Linked DNA regions of Zea mays: all the other regions are linked to region 2. The links are chromatin contacts, called in public Hi-C maps. All regions are on one chromosome and are shown on one strand. The core of a region is the stretch at or near the end of the contact, and the rest is flanking DNA. Distances in the headings are between cores, read along the strand shown. Region 1 holds the start of LOC103650928 (extradiol ring-cleavage dioxygenase). Region 2 holds the start of LOC103652370 (homeobox-leucine zipper protein HOX10). Region 3 holds the start of LOC103650922.

What was found. Hi-C and Micro-C count contacts between places; a contact is called where the count stands out from the background.
Region 1: a Hi-C map of tassel shows a contact between it and region 2, with 2.2 times the contacts expected there. The contact joins the promoter of LOC103650928 here to the promoter of LOC103652370 in region 2. A contact is called at or near these places in 3 of 25 Hi-C or Micro-C datasets (ear, leaf and tassel).
Region 3: a Hi-C map of endosperm shows a contact between it and region 2, with 3 times the contacts expected there. The contact joins the promoter of LOC103650922 here to the promoter of LOC103652370 in region 2. A contact is called at or near these places in 9 of 25 Hi-C or Micro-C datasets (bundle sheath, ear, endosperm and 3 more).

The regions. Positions count from the first base shown.
Region 1 is chr3:176,995,143-176,999,629 of Zm-B73-REFERENCE-NAM-5.0, reverse strand. It overlaps LOC103650928 (extradiol ring-cleavage dioxygenase), which reads right to left and starts at 1,637. Exons shown (of 3, transcript XM_008676524.3): 1 at 844-1,637. The coding sequence starts at 1,239. It overlaps LOC100278150, which reads left to right and starts at 707. Exons shown (of 1, transcript NM_001151519.1): 1 at 707-2,908. The coding sequence starts at 2,132. The coding sequence ends at 2,752.
Region 2 is chr3:176,797,329-176,801,534 of Zm-B73-REFERENCE-NAM-5.0, reverse strand. LOC103652370 (homeobox-leucine zipper protein HOX10) reads right to left here and starts at 1,693. Exons shown (of 5, transcript XM_008677972.1): 1 at 1,515-1,693. The coding sequence starts at 1,693.
Region 3 is chr3:176,618,968-176,623,555 of Zm-B73-REFERENCE-NAM-5.0, reverse strand. LOC103650922 reads left to right here and starts at 2,864. Exons shown (of 3, transcript XM_008676517.4): 1 at 2,864-4,519. The coding sequence starts at 2,891.

The DNA of each region.
Region 1 (4,487 bases), core at 388-2,887, 200 kb before region 2:
ATCAAACAAGGTTGGGGACCTAGAGGGCACCTAAAGTCTTAATCCTGGATGCATATATGATATCTCAAGACTCAACCATTATACAGTATTATGAAATTCAGGTGCTAAAGTACTATGTAACACTAGCTAAACTGTGAATACTATTAAAACAACTGCTCGTGAGAGAATTCAGTAGGCATACATCACAGAAAAAACGCACCTTACTGGCAAAGATGCCTTTCTTTACTTTCTTCTTCTTCTTTTTTTTTTAACTTTGAGATCATAAAAGAGAAATACAGAATCCGGCCAGGCTATATAATGTAGTCAATTCGGTAAATGCTAGCGGCAACCGCACCTTACCTACTTCGATGCGCATGGGCCATCAAGCTTCACTGCCCCTAAGTTTGCTGCTGACAAGCAAGCTATCAAGCATCTCACTACCTATTCAGGTCAGGTAGATATCTACATATGCAGATTCATTTTTGTAGAACTACCGTAAGCTCTAGGCCGGCAACTTTCCCCAATGGCCTGTTCACATCTGATTTTCATGTTGATTTCACCAGAACATTGGTCACTGGCTCTAGCGATCCTTGTTTCAGGATAAAAAAAAGGCGCATGGTCTCATGATTCGCGACAAGAATCCCCATTTCTGCACCTGCATTGGACCGGACCATGATCTGGTGGGGGTGACTCAAAAGCACTGAGCAGAGGAAAACAAGGACCCACCGAGAGAGTCCGAGACGCAATGTTACCAACCTAATTTTGACGCACTGGGTCATCTGCTAAAACGGTGAGGCTTCCCAACGGATTCGCGGGGAGCGGAGAAAGGGAGGGAGTACGGTGGTAGGTAGGCATCGAGCGCACCTGGTACATGGGCTTGGGAAAGCCATAGAAGTCGTAGATGGTGTCGTTGCTGCCGCGGATGACGTTGACCGCCGGCGTGGCCGTCTCCCAGTGTCCCGAGACGACGAGGATGGCGCGCGGGGGCTGGTCGCCCGCGACCTTCGCCGGCACCCATGACTTGAAGAAGTGCCGCGCCGGGATACTGTCGTCGATGGAGAGCGTGGGCGAGCCGTGCGATAGGAAGAAGGTGTCCATGGTGGCCGGGACTCTCGGCGGTCGCCTCTGCTGCCCCTCCTCGGCTGTTGCTTCTGGCCCTGGCCTCGCGATGTCGCCGCGCCGCCGCTGCTGCTCGCCCTCCCGCGTCGCGTGCCGCGTCTCTGGTTTGGCTCTGCCCGCTCTCCCCTGGCTCTGCCCCATTATGTCGTCGCGCTCGCTGCGCTGGATCTTCTTTTTGCGCGCGTGCGTCGCGCTCGCGTTTGGTTTGTGGTGGTGGCCCGTGGAGGAGAGCACGTGCAGCGCGAGAGTGCGAGAGGGATGATTCAGAGAGACGATTGAGGGGCGGTTCGGTTGGTCGCAAGGGGACGGGTCCAATCCAAAGTCGAAACGCAGCAAGCAATACGAATCTTCCGGCGACGGTACGGTTTGCCGGCCCGCGGCGTGCGTGGTCACTATCGTGTAAGCAATGACGCACGACGGCGTATTTCTATGGAATCGTTAACAGGAGAGAACAGGTTTCGTGGACCGGGCCGGTCTTCCACTATGGGCTTGTTAGGACATACAAAGGCACAGCCGAAATTTGCTGTTGGTCTCGAGCAAGGCCACGGCCCACAGGTCTGCTTGGGTTTGGGTCTAGGAAAGGAAAAGAACTACTCTCACTAAAATGAGAGAAAGGTGCGCCTAAAAAACCAAAAAGAGAGAAAGATGAAAAAGAAGACTTCAAACGCACTGACATATAAGCAACCGCATCAGTGCGTATTTACGGAGCAAATCCGATCTCCCCGTCGACCTGGTACACAGCCGCAGTTGGTATCAGGACGTCGCACGGCAGGTCACGAGTCTTCAGAGTTCAGAGAGAGAAAGAACGGTGTCTTCCACCAAAAGTCTACCATCTAGATGATCAGGTTTACTCCGACGGCGACCGAATGTCCAGTGTCTCGATCCGTCATTTTTTTTCGTCAAGATCAGCTGTTTGAGAATCTATCGCTAGTCCATTCTGGCTGCCAGGCTGCAGTGCATAAAAGCTCCAAACTCCACGATAAGCCACAAGTGAGGAGGCATAATAATCCAGTAGCGATCTTTCGGTTTTACCATGGCAGCTACGACGAGCGCTGCCAGTGCCAGGGGCTTGCTGCTCTGCGTGTTGGTGGCCTTTCTCCACCGCCTCCAGTTTCAGATCCCGCCTGTAGCAGTAGCAGCTGCGACGCCGAAGAACAAAACCGAGAGCCGAGACGGGCACGGGAAGACGCTCAGCTTCACGCTGTACCAGCACGAGACCATCAACAGGACCGGCTACATCGTGGTGGACGGCGTCGCGGGCGCGGGCGTCAGCCAGACCACCACGCCCTTCGGCACCATCTACGTCTTCCGCGACGACCTGACGGTGCGCGCGGACAGGGACTCCCGGGTGGCGGGCGTCGCGGAGGGGACCTCCATCACCACCAGCCTCGACGGGCTGCAGAGCATGTCGCTGGCCAAGATCACGGTCCACCACCGCGGCCACCGGGGCTCCGTCTCGGTCCTTGGGGGCACCTACAACACCAAGCCGTCCGACTACCCGGTGGTGGGTGGCACCGGCGACTTCGCGTACGCGCTGGGATACGTCCGGTCCTCGCCGGTGGACTTGCGAGGACGAACGGTGACGTACAAGATGGAGCTTCACTTGTACTGGCCTCCATACGCCCACTACGCTCCCGTTCCACGTAAAGCGTGAATACTAGTATAGCTACCACTGCAACGTCCTACAAGTGTGCTCATTTTATTATTATTTTGTCGTACACGGCGTGAATCTTTTATCTAATTTTAGAGCGCACAATAAAGTTGAAAATAGTTTGGTAACATTTTCTTATATATAAAACCATATTTTCCATTGATGATTTGTTGATGCTACAGTTGCCCGGGCTCAATTGTCATAAACTCATAAACTTAGGTATTTGACTCGATTAGCGAAATTTTTGTTTTTTTATTGGACAGCTTACTCATTATCATCACTATATTTAAAGTTCACTCTACGAACATTACAGTCTATAATACATAACCATGCAAACCAGTGTTTTGTGTAACCATATGGTAAACTGTTGGATATGGTCTTAGTTCTAGATCAAGTTGGCACTTGAGCACACCATAACACCTATAAAAGTGGATGCCATCAAACACCTTATGTCAGGTAAAAGGTTCCAATCTTGTGAGATTTAACAAATCAAGACGGCCTAGACATCAGCCTTGGAGCTCTAATAAAAAAAGGTTTGGTGGCAAACCGAACAATCGTCATGAGTACAAATCCTAACACATTGCTGCTAGACCTGATTCCACGGTTCGTTTATCAGCTGCAGTTTCATCAATTCTTTCCTGTATCGGCTACGACAACATGTAAACAAGTCAAGTAACACAATTTAGGTATGGTCGATACTATAGATGGTAAGGTACAATTGTATCAGATATTGTGGATATGGTTGTTGTGATTGTATTATGTACAACACTATATATGAAACACAAACCCATAGAGGTTCCCTATGACAAATACATCTGGTACCAAAGCCAGATCCGTTTTCACCATGTCTTCCACCACCTCAATCGTTCTACACTCCTCGGCGAGCGCTTCCACCACTTCTGTTGTCACCTCCTCCGCCATTGCTACTGCCATTACCTGCAAACTCAACCGTACAAATTTTCTGCTTTGGAAGGCCCAAGTTGTTCCCATCTTGTGGGGTGTACAACTCTATGGGTACCCGGATGCCATTATCTGCAAACTCAACCGTACAAATTTCCTGCTTTGGAAGGTGACTAGTGGAGCAAGTGATACAGCAAGACTACGTTCAACGGTGCCCTGTCCCCTACTCTTGTAGTTGTTTAGGGGGCTAAAATTGTTTTACGTCACCCGTTTCCCTTCCTCTACGTGCTACAGTTTAGGCCTTGTTCGGTTATGTCAATCCAGCAAGGGGTTTAAGGGGATTGAATCCCCTCCTAGTAAAAAATGACTAGGAGGGGATTCAATCCCCTTTTGGATAGGCGTAACCGGACAAGCCCTTAAGGGGAAACTATAGGGAACCACCAGCTTTAGGGGTGTGGTAGCCAACCATCTTGCCTCGCCTTTGCGTGCACGCCAGTATTTATTAGTTGGAAAAAATTTGATAATAGACAATGAATATGTATAGAAAATGATATTTTACTGTTGTAGTGTGTATAGATGGAGAATTTAGTGGAACCTTTTTACAGCTTGTTTGGTTTGATGTGGATTAGAAAGGATTAAATCCGCCTCCTATATAAGGGATTTAATCCCCTACAGTCTCCCTTAATTTACCCTTAACAACAAGCCTAATAAGCATGTAGAGGGTGGAGATATAGAGAAAAACTAGTCGGTTGTCCTTGCGTTGCGACGGCTCACAACAATACTCACGTAAACTATCCATCAAAAAGATGTCAAGATTTTTGATTGACTGTCTCTGCTC
Region 2 (4,206 bases), core at 444-2,943:
TATTGTTTTCATCTTTTTATCTTGAAGCGCCCTGGCTCTTACGTGAAAGTCTATTCACTTTACTTCTTTATGTGTCGAGTTCATTATTGTACTTCTGATAGCTTGGCCAGCTCTGTGACTGTGTCCTCCGCGGGACAGGGCATCGATCAGACTCCTCCCACTCCCGGTCGGACGTACTCAAGCACAATGCAAATAAAACATCACACAGGTTGGCATCCCGGTCATATCGCGCTGCTAGTGCTAGCGCGCGCCACAGATGGAATCTGGACGTGCATGGCGCGGGGGTCAGATCAGATCGCACGGATGGCTTTGTTTATCTGCGCTGCGCTGCGGCGCTTGTTCAGTGAGCGAGAAGGACATTAATTAAAACGAGCTGAGGGCCAGCATTTTTTAGAATATAGTAGCACTGATGAATCCGGCTGCGGCTCAGGCGCAGATACGATCGGCATAATGCGCTATCAGCGCTCGTGATCCATCTGGCAATACTAACGACACGGTCGGCCGGACAGAGCCCTCCCCCGCCTGGGTGTCTGGAGATATCCGAAATCGTCGCACAGTGTACTATTGATTTGTGGCTCTGCATACCAAACTAGTTAACACGGTTATTACGAGCGTCAAACGGTTAGGACAATCTCCGCCGCAAGGGAACAGAAGCGTGTATGACTGTATGTCCGAGATCGGAAATCGTGGCTGTTATATATGCAGCCAGCGCGCGTGGAACCCATGACGGAACTGAACTGTTTCTTCAGAACTATAATTGCAGGTGGTGATAATGCTCTTGCTCTATACCGTGGACGCAATCAAACAATGCATGGCTTTGCCACGGAGATCAGCAGGATGGGGGAGTAGACACCAAGCCTATGATTTGGTGTCCCCCAGCCATGACGAGCGCGCGGGGCAATTTCTTGCAGCCGTCCCGACTGATTGGAATACGAACGGGACACGCGATCCACATCATATATGGAACAAAGCTGGCTCTGGCTAGATTGGATTCCTCTCGCGTGGTCGTGGATGGATGCATGTGACAGCCGAGGATGGAAACGACGAGCACGGCTCCGCTGGCATCGACTAGAAAATTGGCCGCGCGTTCTTATCGCTCCGCGGCAGAGTGAGAGGAGAGTCTGATGGGGATGGAAGAAGCACACGGAAGGCGATTTTGTCAGCACCATGGCTCGCAGTACAGTACAGCAGCCGAGCAGCGTTTGAGATTTGATGAGAAGCAACAACGTACTAAACTGCGTTGCGATGTGCGGCACCAGATTTTGCCATGTCGCGGCCGGCCGCACTCGATGAACTTCCTCGTCGTCTTTACTCAACGGTCTGCTGTGGAGAAAGAGAGCGGCTCCTATATACAGTACGTGGTGACCAAGTGAATAGGCCGATTGACACCATCAGGATCTGCTTCTGCCAGTACTAGCTACTCTACTTGAAAAGGTCGTTTTCCTGCCGTGCTCAACTCTCCGTCCATTTACGTCTGGCGTGAATGGCGGTACGATTGAGAGACAGATAGAGACCTTCTTCCCTGACCCGTGTCTGACGCGGACTCCCTGATGACCTCGCCACGGGTGCGTGACTGCGACACCATGTGGATGGCTGGCACGGCTGGGCTGACCCCGTGCAGGTGCAGCTCACTCCAGCTCTTCCTCGAAGGCACGGGGAAGCGCGTTTCTTCACAGATTTCCGTGCGCGGCATGGGTGCCCGTCCGCGCGTGCCCAGGCGACAGCGGATCCTCCAGGCAGGGCAGAGTCAGACGGACGGGAGCCAGCCGAGAATATTTTGAACCTGCGTGCGTCGGTGCCCAGGCCAGGGTGCGTGTGTGGGTCACCTCACCTGCTAGCCGGGTACCGGGTGCGAGTGGGAGCACCTACGTCGGTGCACGCCACCTGGAAAACGAGCCAGAACCAAGAGCGGATATAAGGGCATGTACAGTGGAGAGACATCAAAACGGTTCTCCAAGCACAAGAGACAACTAAGAGACTCTATTATACAATGGAGTGTCTATAAATGCAGTCTACTAATAAATACAAAATTAAATGCATTTGTACAACAGCAGATCGATAGAACAGACGACAAATTCGTACGATAGGAAGTGAGGTGTCTGTTACTACTTGGTTTACGAGCCAGAGGCGTCTCTTCACGGAGAGATCGCTCTAAGATTTTTTTGCAAATACACCCCTTAAACACATTAAGAGTCTCCACATTAAACACCATTGTACATGCCCTAAGGCATCCACAGAAGAGCGTGGCGATTGCTACATGCCAACAGTGCCTGCGATTTCGACGGAGGCCCGTGGGGTTCAGCTCGGTCCCGTCTCCGGATGAACGCAACCCCACTTCACCAGTTTTGAGACGAATAGACACCGAAGAGTCCTGGCTGGTGAGCCATAGACCAGTTACGTGCGAACTGTGACATGCATGCCGAGGGCCGAGGGGGTCAGTCAACTTCGCGTCGGCGTCGCCACGTATTTTTTCTTTCTTCTTCGCCTTGCTTGTCCGGTTAGTTTCGGCCTAACGCGGCCTACTAATTGGAGCTAGCAGCCACAATCCACACACTTCAACGCCAACGCATATATATACGCGCCTCCTATATCACCGCATTAATTGTGTGTTCGATAAGCACGGTCAGAGTTGGCCCCTGACACCCCACGAAAGGCATCGAGTCAAACCGTCCACACCAAACCAACACCGCTCGGTGAATTCAGCGAAGCAGGCACGTGCTCGGCACATTTCGGCCAGGTCAACGCACCTACTACTGTTTCCACTTCCAAGGCCAAATATTGTTTGGTGCAGTGCCAGCTGACCCGGGTGCTTCGTTCGTTCGCAGCAAAAAACCAGAACGACATGTACGCTCACGACACGTACAAGCCTTGATGGTTAACTGGTTGATTACATTTAATTTGAACAGGAATTTGGGGGCTTAGTAGGGTGGAGGAGAGAAGATGCACACTGCTGCATACCGACACGAGTAAGCAGATTCCTAATCTAACCAGCTGATCACATTATCCTTATCCTCCTGTGGCTGTGCCTGCCCCTGCCCAACGCATTATCCTCTTGCTATGGTACCCTCGCCTCGCGACGGCAGAACGCATGCACGCCACATCATCGCCGGATTAATCAGTGGTTACACACCACTGACCAGACAAGAGTCTCCGCTCCCAAACCAGGTATATATTCCAGGTTTGGTCCAGTGTCGCGCTTCCAGCACGGCCAAACTTTAGGCTAGCTAGCTAGATTCCGGCAATAAGCTGCCAATCGGCGTGCCAAATGTGACGTGAACATCTGCGCCCACTACTACCACTATCCGCTAATATTTTCGCTTCTTCGATGGGGACTGAGGAGGATTTGAGATAATTAAATTCCCTCATATACAATTAATCCTTTTCAATTCCCCTACTTGTTCGGTTTGAGGTGGATTGAGAGGATACGTTGGAGGAGATTTAATTCCCTCCCATACAAATTTTGTATGAGAGGAGATTTAATCCCCTCCAATTTACCCTTAGGCCTCGTTCGTTTTGGCTGGATAAGCTCATTCCCTACCTCATTTCGGCATGAACGAATCAGCCCAGTTTAAAATTTGGTCCAGTCTCCTAGAGTTGTTCGTTTTGATTTGGGCTAGAAACAAACCCGCCTGATTTTAATTCCCATCCCTTAATCCTCGGCCTGGAACGAGCCCAGGTGACCTACCTTCCGGACTGGATCCGGATCTAAAAACGGGCTGGTGACAGGAATGAGTGACGACCCATGATTCACTCGATCCTAGGCTGGCTTTGTTACTGACCTGGCTTGGATCCTGGGCTGCCGAACAGGGCCTTAAGGGCTAGTTTGGATGTATTAACTCCAATCTACATGTGTTGAGATCGATTGAAGTGTAAAATAAACTAATTTACACCATAATCCACTTCAACACATATGGATTGTGGTCAATAATAGATTACCCAAACAAAGCCTAACAGAATAAGCCTTAAAGTGGAAATAAACTAATGCCTCCGTTCCAAAATATTATTCATTTTAGCTCTTTATTTTTAGGTCTATGTTCAAATGAATGATAATAAATCTAGACACATATATAAAACAAATATATTGATTATTGTATGAATCAACTAAAAAGTAAAACAAATTTTATTTTAGGGCTGAGGGAGTACTAAGCTTATTGGCATATAGTCTTGTTCGTCCTAAAATAATTAACATTTTCCTTTTACTTGTAG
Region 3 (4,588 bases), core at 1,615-4,114, 180 kb after region 2:
GCGCACACAAGTTAGGACCTGTTTAGGAGTGAAGTATTTTTTACCGTTTCTATGTAATACCATGATTTTGGATAATATCATAGTATTTCATGTCACGAGGTGTTTGGTTGTATTTCTAAAAACTATGTTTTCACAACATGATTTTTTGGAGTATTGAAAACTCCATTTCAACCAAAAGTTTTCATGGTATGACTAACTTTTGTCTAATACCATGGTTTAAAATGTTATATCAAAATAATGTTTTTCAAAACCATGGTATATTTGGAGCTGCTAAAACTAATGTATTCATGATAATTATAAAATGTAGTATTTTAAAACCATGATTTTGATAAACATTGTTGCCAAATAGGCCCTAACTAGTTTCGAGCTAATAGTTAGCTACTAACATTAGCTAAATACATCAACATGTTAGCTAATATTTTAACTATTATCTATTTTTAGCAAATTAACTAATAGTTTGCTAGATATTTGTTAGCTAGCTAATTTCATTAGTATTTTGTCTCTATGAATTACAACTTCTACAATATTTTGTCTTTATGAACGACTTGTTCGTTGCGGCTTGCTGCAGCTTTAATCTGTCTGCGGCTTATACAATATTTTGTCTCTATGAAATATAGCTACAACAGTCCATTTGGCTGCTCTGTATTTGTAATCCATAGAGACAAAATACTGTAGAAGTTGTTCGACTATTATGTAGTTGTAATCCATAGAGTCAAAACACTCATCGATGGCGAGATATGTGTAGTTGCAGCTGTTCGAACTACAATACAATCCATAGTTATAATACATAACGACAAAATAATGTATAAAACACAGCGAACAATCTTACGAATAGAGGCATGAAATTGTGTGCTCTAAGTGGCAACCTTTATTTCTTGAGCGGCGACCCCACTCATCTCATAACTTCACGCCATTTTTTATACAACTAATTATTAGTTTTAGTGAATTTAAACAACCCTAATTTGAACAGTCAGGCCCTAAGACCGTCGCCAGCAGCTCTCCGCTGCGGATGCGTTGTTCGCGCAATATCGTCCGTGGAGCCCATTACTTTGCATGCGCAAAAATGTTGATCGTTCCAGCAGCTTGCGGACTTGAATGCGGATTCAATGCAAAACATCTCCCTGTAGCACACGTGTCGCAAATATAGAATGGTTCACAGGATGAGAGATGGAGAGAGAACGCGCGAATTTCCGCAGCGTCTAGGCCGTTCGCTCATTTTCCGCATGCGCATGCGAGGACTGCTGCAGTGTGAACAGTTACATTTTTTTACTCAATTTGCGCATGCGCAGTCCACTCCGCAAGCTGCTGGCGACGAGATAATTGCCATTATGGAAGAAGAGAGAAGCGGTTTCGACGAAATGGAGGCGTTGGCGTTGGCTTCTCTGTTTTAGAGACGCAGGCGACAGACTCTTCCTGATATGGACAACAGACAGAGATTTAGCTCTAGTGTCAACATTAAATTCACTCCGTGCTCACGCCGTCAAAAGCATGGCGCCGCCGTATCTTGTTCACGCAGCCAGCATCCCCAATCCAGAAATTTCTTGCCGTCCGTACGCCGGCACCGCCCGGGCTCCGGATCCACCTTCTTGCCGAAGTAGGGCCCGTACCCAACTGCAAGGAAACCACACACGCAAGAGGAGTGAACCCCAGTGAGAGAGTCAATGGCTACGGCTGGCAAGATACGTGTACGTGCGTATCTGGAGGGCCCGAGCGCGACGGTGTCCGCGACCGAGGAAAACCGAGCTGGGGACTGGACAGAGCGCGGACGGCGGGATTCGACGGCTGGGAGAGGGATGCGCCACCATGGGCGAGCGCAGCGGCACGCAGGCCGAGCTGGAGCATCACGGTCTGCTGCGCAGCCATGGAGACGAGCAAATGGGAGCAGGGCGCCGCAAGGTACTCGACGACGGCGCGACAGGGAAGGAGTTGGAGACTGGGCACACGGCTGACGAGCTGGAGGGATGCGAGCTAGGAGCTCTGGCCGACGAGCACGTGCAGGAAACTTCGGCTGGGCGCGAGCATAGGGAGCGAGCAGGGCCCGAGCGCGCAGAGTTCCACGGCGCGGTGGCCATGGCGAACGCCAGGGCGCTCAAGCGCGCGCAACAGGGAGAGAAACGGGATGAGGGAGGAGCGAGGAAACCGCGTGCGCGCAGCAGAGAAGCCAGGGGCCGAGCTCGGCATGGGGGCAGGCGCGCAGGGAATTTCACGGCTCGCGGTGACCATGGCCGGGCGTAGGGGACTCCAAGGAGCAGGCGCCGGCGAGCGCAGGGACTTTGCGCGCGCAGGGAGGACGCCATGGAAGGGAGCTTGGGGAAGACCACGACGCGCTGAGAAATGGGAGGAGGAAAGAGGAGCGGCCGCTGGGGCGAGCAGGACCGAGCCAGGGAGCTCAGCCGCCATGGGAGCAGGGGAGCTCTTGGCCCGCGCGAGGAGCTCGGCGCACATCCATGGCGAGCAGGGGAGCTACTCGGTGCGATGGAGCTTGAGGGGCGCTGGGAGCAGGAACCAGGCATATGGAAGGATGGAGCTTGAGATGTCCAGCCCCGAGAGCACTCTAATTCTGCGACAGAGGAGAAGCGACGGAGAGAAGAAGACGACGCCAGACGGCGTCTGAGCACGGCGACGGTAAACGGTGAAAGGACACTGATACCTGTTTGTGCAGCCTAAGTGAGTGTTTCGTATCTATTTTAGAGTTTGTCTGTCGTCTGCGTCTCCAAAACAGAGAATTGTGCAGCCTAAGTGAGTGTTTCGTATCTATTTTAGAGTTTGTCTGTCGTCTGCGTCTCCAAAACAGAGAAGCCAACGCCAACGCCTCCATTTCGTCGAAACCGCTTCTCTCTTCTTCCATAATGGCAATTATCTCGCTGGCGACGGTCTAACATGCAGTTCAATGCTTCAATCAAAGAAAGGAAAAAAAAATCCAGGAACAAGTTGGAGAACCTTCCGCATCCTTCCACCCGTTCCTCCGGCGGACACATCTTTGCCGCGCCCGCTCGAAGAAATGCTCCTCCGCCACCGCCACCACCTCTTGTCGCGCCCGCGCCGCAGCTTCCCTCTCGCTGCCCTGGGCTGTGTCGCCATGTCCACCTCCTCTTCCCCCTCTTCCTCCACCTCCACCTCCGCGGCCGCCGACTACCACTGCCGCACCAAGCACAGTCCCACCGCCGGTTACGCGCGCGGTCCGGGCCGCCTCGACTGGGCCAACCAGCCCAACCCCTTCCTCCGTTTCTCCCCCGCACCGCCATTACCGCTCCCCAACCCACCTCCGCTCGCCCCCGTCCCCTACCCTGCTCTCTTCCACTCCCCACCCCCGCCGCCGCAGCCGCTCACCCTCGACTCCCTCTCTGCGCTGCTCTTCCACTCCCTCGCGCTCTCCGCCTGGAAGTCCGCGGGCCTCTCAACCTGGTCGCTCCGCGTTAACCCCAGCAGCGGCAACCTGCACCCCACCGAGGCCCACCTGGTCTTCCCGCATCCGCGAGAGGTCGACCGCCTCGCCATCGCGCACTACGCGCCCCGCGACCATCTCCTCGAGGCCCGTGCTACCGCACCAATTAGGGATTGTTCCGCGATTCTGTCTGCGCCGGGGATGGCGATCCTGGCTCTATCGTCAGTCTTCTGGCGAGAGGCGTGGAAGTATGGAGAGCGGGCGCTGCGGTACTGCAACCATGACGTGGGGCACGCGCTCGCAGCGGTTGCCTTGGCCGCGGCCACGCTGGGTTGGGACGCGCGTTTACTAGACGGGCTGTCGGACGAGGACCTCGGGAGGCTCGTTGGGGTGGAGAAAGGGAGCCCGGCTGCAGTTCCGGAGGGGCTCCTTAACAAAGTGGTCAAGGGTAAGGCGCGGTGGGTGGAGCGGCAGCATCCAGATTGCGCGGTTCTGCTATTCCCAGTTGGGTCTGAGCCGGAGGTCGACTATGGTAGAATTAGTGAGGAGCTGAAGGTGTTCGATGGGCTGGAGTGGGTGGGGAAGGCAAATGCACTTAGTAATGATCATGTGGTGTGGGATGTGATATACCGCACAGCAGAGCAAGTTAAGAAGCATGGCCCTGCACCGGGGGAACGGTTCTTTGTGATGCCATGGCAGAAGAGTCCAGCCTTGTCCAAAGGATTGTATAAGGAATTAACAGTGCAGGAGGTAGTACGTCAGAGGAGAAGTGCGGTGGACATGGATGGTGTGCATGTGATGGGAAGGGATACATTTTATCAGATGCTGATGCACTGCCTTCCATCAGGGGAGGTTGGATCAGGTGAACGGCAAGGGGAGCAGAGTGCTCTGCCATTCCGAGTATTACCATGGGAAGCAGAGGTGCATGCTGCACTATTTGTGCATCGTGTCTCAGGGCTTCACAGGGGGATTTATTTCCTGGTGAGAAATGAGGAGCACTTTGATGCGTTGCAGCGTGCTATGAGGCAGGACTTTGAGTGGGTTCAGCCGGAAGGATGCCCTGATGGTCTCCCACTCTACAGGCTGATGAAAGGAGATTGCCAGAAGTTTGCTATGCAGATATCATGCTTTCAGGTATATGGAATTGCCAAATGTTGTTTCAGGCTATTCATTTATTTATGGTGTTGTTTGTTGTGCCAGTAG